Regions from separate parts of the Zea mays genome. Here region 1 is linked to region 2. Evidence: chromatin contacts called from public Hi-C data. All regions are on one chromosome and are shown on one strand. Each heading gives the region's core, a stretch centred on a gene start, on an enhancer-like site or on the middle of the called end of the contact. The rest is flanking DNA. Distances are from core to core; before and after follow the strand shown. Region 1 holds the start of LOC100280497. Region 2 overlaps LOC103631953 (methionine--tRNA ligase, chloroplastic/mitochondrial).

The links. A called contact is a pair of places that touch in the nucleus more often than the background predicts.
Region 1: a Hi-C map of endosperm shows a contact between it and region 2, with 2.8 times the contacts expected there. The contact joins the promoter of LOC100280497 here to the enhancer-like site in region 2. A contact is called at or near these places in 2 of 25 Hi-C or Micro-C datasets (endosperm and leaf).

Annotation. Positions count from the first base shown.
Region 1 is chr1:21,530,480-21,533,207 of Zm-B73-REFERENCE-NAM-5.0, reverse strand. It overlaps LOC100280497, which reads right to left and starts at 1,406. Exons shown (of 5, transcript NM_001153417.1): 1 at 1,314-1,406. The coding sequence starts at 1,332.
Region 2 is chr1:21,050,328-21,053,027 of Zm-B73-REFERENCE-NAM-5.0, reverse strand. It overlaps LOC103631953 (methionine--tRNA ligase, chloroplastic/mitochondrial), which reads right to left. Exons shown (of 12, transcript XM_008653808.3): 11 at 2,330-2,458; 12 at 1,626-2,165. The coding sequence ends at 2,004. Among protein-coding and RNA genes, the nearest start is that of LOC103631953, 14 kb to the right of the region's middle. Within about 2 kb of position 1,292, at least 20 of the 20 cell types and tissues checked have an H3K27ac peak or open chromatin away from gene starts, as enhancers often do. A contact at or near this core is called in endosperm and leaf, where this site is marked.

The sequences.
Region 1 (2,728 bases), core at 157-2,656, 480 kb before region 2:
TGAGGCTGAATCGGATTTGAGAAACAACACAGATTTGGTATGGTCGAACGAATCCAAGGCCAGATGGATCTGCACTTCGGGTGGCATAGGAGGTGAGGGGCAGTGACAAGAAGAGACTTGGACAAGAGAGCGCCGTGAAGCAGGCATGAGCGAAGACAAACCTAGTTTAGGGTCAGCTTGAGGTGACCATAGCATGTTGGAGCATCCATCGGAGAGAGCCAGGGTGGAGGAAGAACTCATTCCACTATCAATCGAAAGGAAACGGTAGGATGACAGTGGCGAGGCTGGGTTTATAGAAAAGGTAACTGACTGGCATATTTCTAAATGGCCCAAAATCTCGGCGGTATTAAAGTGAACAAAGACAGTATGAAGGTATATTTCTAAAATTGCGATCTTTTGATGCCACAGATCAAATTTTCCCTAAATATGATATTTCAGATAATATATGGACATTAGTAAATACTAGAAGAATATCCTAAACAGTGATATGGACACTCAAAATGACAATGAATACCTTGAAACCTATCACCAAAATTTAAAATTTCATTAGACGACAAAACAGATGGCAAAATGCATTGATTCCGCCAGAATTTTTTTGACTACCAATTCCTACCCTACAACCAACCTTGCTAACTAAACTCGGCGGCCGGGGAGGGAAAGACCGCCCTCCCGGTATTATATTAAGAACCCTGCCCCATCACTAACGGGCCGATCAACTACCCACTGTGCAACGGCCCAGCCACAGGGTGGTGCGCAGGATATCGATCCGCGAGAGCAGGCGGGCGGCAGCAAGAGGATTTTTTTAACCAAGCTCGAAATTCGCCCCCGAGGGGATCGAACCCAAGACCTGGAGATGCTACTCGAAAGCCTTAACCATTACGTTAGAGGCCCTTAACGAGAACAAAATTTTCGCATGCACATCAAGCAAACTAAAAAAAAGTAATCTAAAACCCTGTTTTCAACCCTAGACAACACTTCATTTCGGTGCCACTAGAACACCCAAATGAACTACATCAATCGACATAAACAAATAACCAATCATATTACCAGCCAACCACAAACATTATAGAGCAAAAACATGGGGTTAACTTCAGATATAACACCCAAAGTTTCAGCCCACAGATCGCCTAAAACAGAAGAACTCTACTTTCGTCATGCCTCCCGCCCCCTCTAAACCCCTAAATTACCAAATATGTGAAAGAAAAACACACTAACCGCAACACGGCCACCAGATTTCTCCGGAATTCTACCCGATAGACACGTTTTCCAACCCCGAACGACGAAAATCCACACGAATCGCATCGAGAACTCACCGACTACAGGGACGTTCATCGCGCCACTGACGCCTCGGCGCGAAGCTACCCTCGCAGATGGGAGTCGACAGTGGCGGAGGAAGATTCTCTTTTTGGTATGGCTCCTTCTGCTACCTCAGTCTCGTCGGCAGGCCTCCTCCGACCTGAGCGCCGCGCCGTTCAAGATCAGCAGCAGGAACCGGAAGCTGTTCTTCCTCAGCCCAGTGCGGCACGCCCACTGCGGGGGCGGACACCGGACACCGGAGGCTGAGGCCGGATGCGGAGGTGGCCAGGTGGGCGGAGAGCAGAGGCCGCCGCCGGCGGGCGGAGGCCGGAAGCCGGTGGCTGGTGGGCGGGCTGGCGGAGGCTGGAATCGGACTGCGTTCAGGGGGCCGCGACGGTGCCGGAGGCGGAGGACGGAGGTCGGGACGGGCGGACGCAGGTGGCCGCGGCGGTGAGGGGGTGAGGGCTGCCTGGGGTGGAGTTGCGGAGAAAGGGCGAGGCACTTGGGCCAGATGGATAGTTGGGCCGTATTGTTAGTTTTTTTTAATTTGGTATGGCTCGGTTACGGCTCCAGCCCTCCTTATCTCACTCTTTATTTTAAACTTCACTCTATAAACATTATAATCTATAGTACAAAACAGTACTTTACAAATTCGTTTACACGGCCCTCTCAAGATGGCCTAACAGGCACCGGTCCAATCCGTTCGAAAAAATCTGACCCAATTCGACCCGGTCAGTGCCACGGGCGGATGCGGCCATGCGGGCCAAAAGTTTAACTCGTCAAAAAATCCAGGTTGGGCTCGGGCCACGATGATAGCCTACATGCAGCATGTCGACCCAATAAAATAATAAAAAACTGTAACTTTGTCTCATCCTCTGTCCAAAAATATACTTCCATAGTCTATGAGCCGAACTTTGCCTCGACATACGTAAGTTCATCTTCATCTTTAACAAACACAAAATGAGTGGAGAAAATGAGTTGTGGGCCGAACACCTCTCGTTAGTCATAGGTCGTCCGCTCAGGTCTGCTGTCAGGCACAACTCAAATCTACTTACGGTCCAGCCACCGGGTTGATCCGTGGGCATCGGGTCAAGTCATGGGTGGGCTCGGGCCAAGATATTAGAGTATAGGTCGGTGCCACGGGCGGGCTCGGGCCAACTAGATTTCTACCGGATTTTTGGCCCGATCCGAACCCGAACTGGTCCAAAAAATGTCCAGATCTACTCTAGGGTCGAAGAATGAGACGAGCAAGGAAACTCTGTTGGCTGATCCCAATAGAACATGTAAAAAGAGATGCATATGTGCTTTTCCTTAGCTTCCAACATGTAATACATACACACGATGCATTTTACGTGTCCTGACCAAGGAGAGCAAAAATTGCATTACCCCCTCTCCTCAATGCATCCCACACAGCTGCAGACCGAAGCCACGT
Region 2 (2,700 bases), core at 43-2,542:
TCGTTTGATAGCGGTCGTCTAGTGGTCCGGAGATGCGCCTCAAAGTACCTGCGAGTGATTCTCTGGTCTCGGACCTGTTCGATGGGGTTCGAGGGCTCGATGCCTCCCTCTGAATGGGATACCGTCACAAATCGTTCCTGGAGGTATCAGATATGTCTTAGTGTACCTCGGCATTGTAGCCCGAGCCTTGGCCATGTATGAGCTTACCCATAGTTATCCCTGACTCTATGCTCTGGGGCGATTGTCGAACCCTACCGAGGGGTCAACCTACGAACCCATGATCAGTAAAGGGCTCGGAGCCCATAATGTGCTCTAGGGTGATACAGTTTAGTAAACTCGTACATACTTAAAGCATGTACAATCCTATTTAATATGTGGTCTTTTGAGGGGTCTTTAAAAGTTTATTTGAAAAAAAAATATAAGAGACATGCTCTTTGTGAAGAGCTCGTCTTTTTACGACTCTCATACATGTTGTCTTTTAGCTGTATTTATGATCTAATGTCTCAAAGTTATATTATATAGTCTATTAATTGTCTCTTATACTTAGAAAAACCAAACAACCCTCAACATCAATAAGCTCTCATCACAAACTAAACAAGAAAGCTTGAAAAACATTGGCGGGAGAGTAGTAGGCACGCTAGAGTCTAGACAAGAAGAGTGTCGTACTCAAAATCAGTAAGCTTCCCGTATTCTAGATTTTTTTTAGTTTTGAAAAATGTTTTTTACTTTAAAATGATGTCTACATGTGGCTAAAGACTATCAATACCGATCAATTTAGATCGATATCACCGATTCGCCAGTGCATGGATTCATATCGATCAATCAATATCGATCGGTTCAACTACAACGCAATTCATATCGAATGATTCGTAAACTAACCAACCAACGGACCGAATCGATCAAGGTCGGAGTAAAACCAGTAGACCCCTGTCGTCGGCTCATGTACGTTAGGGGATCCGTTTCAACCGTCCTTAGATCCAACATCATACAAAATACGGTATTGTTTGCTAGCGGAAAATTAAAGTAAACGCCGGACCTGGGTATGACAGGGTGAGCGTGCCCAAAAGCTGGGAGAGCGCTGCCTAGCCTTTTGGTTGCCTCAAAAGGAGGAGCGCCCCGTGCTGTCGTCTCATGGAGTAGTCAAAAGAAAATAAAGAAAGGAATGCGAAGCTGACACTACGGCTGTACCTGTACGCGCAGCGGTGGACATCGGCGGCTGTGCGAGTGTGCGTGCAGGAGTGGCCCGTGCTGTACTGCTGTGAGGCCGCAACGGCAGCATGTGCCTCCGGAACGAGACTGGGGACCGCTCCCGCGCCTTATTGCCTCAAGTCTAGGCACACTGTAGACACCTAGACGGACGGCTCCAGTGGGATCGGACGGAACAGATCCGAGCAAAAACCCCATACCGTTACTGCCGTGCCGTGTGGACAGTTCGAACCCATCATCGCCGCCCAGTTCGAACCCATCATCGCCGCCAACTTGTCAGCTTTCCAACTTCCGTGCGATGCGGTTGCAATCCCCGCGCAAACTCTCCGTCGACCGTCTAGACTCTAAAATTTAAAATCTTAAATTCACGCCTTAAAATTTTAGCAAAGTCGATTAAACATTTATTTGCAACAACTCCATATAACAACCAGCTACTGTGTTATTAGTTCATAAAAATCAGCATGTCTCCAAACATTAGAAACAAGTCAAGTCCAAAGATATCTAATGGACATTGGGTTTTTTTAAGTTGCTCTCCACCTTATCCAAAACAACAAATATCCAATTAGATTTTGGATGATCCAAATCCGCTGCTAGCTCTACTCGCAATTATCCTAGCTCTCTCTCTGACAGAGCATCAGAATCAATAGTGGTCTTTTTTTGGCTATCTACATGATACAATGTGACACGTTAGCAAAGAACAAATTTCAGGAACAGATAGGCTAAAGATTTTTTTCCAAAAAAAAGAGAAGATGAAATATTCTCCTTTTAACGATGCTGATACACTGTTCCAACAGAAACTATGCCTCCACAAGTCCTTTCCTGCGTGCTTTCTTCCCACCTTTTGCTGCTTTTGAACTTGTTTGGGCTTCCTCTTCCACCTCGGTTTCTATCCTTGCAAATACTGGCTTTGGCTCCGACATTACCTGGCCTGCTTTAAGGCCTCCCCATTTCGTATCCTCCTAATGACATAACTGAAAATGATTACATGCTCTGGAAAATACTGAGGCTGATCCATATAAGATTGAAGACTGCATTTCCTGATGATGCCTGATTGTATTTTTGAGGATGAACATATATAAATAAGAACGGAATCATACAGCATGTCTATGATACAAGAACATACCCATCTCAACACCCTAAACTGGTCTTCTGTGAAACCAAGCTGTGTGTAAATCCTCAGAGAAAGGCTTGGAGTGATAGGAGATAGTGTGATTGCAATTATCCTCATTGTCTCTAAAATAAGTACGAGATCCTGTAGATAAGTGGGGACATAATAAGCAATGTAGTCATATCACAAAACTACAGAAGCGGGGTGCAGTTTCTTTATGTATCATAGCTTGCCAAACACCATCTGAAATATCAATCATTTATGGTTCCATCCATATATTTCACAACAACGGAACAAGTTTTGTACAGTTAATAAGTAGCTTCATGCGTCATATACATCAGACAAATCATTGATCATTAAAAAAGGCCTTAAGATATATTGTCAGC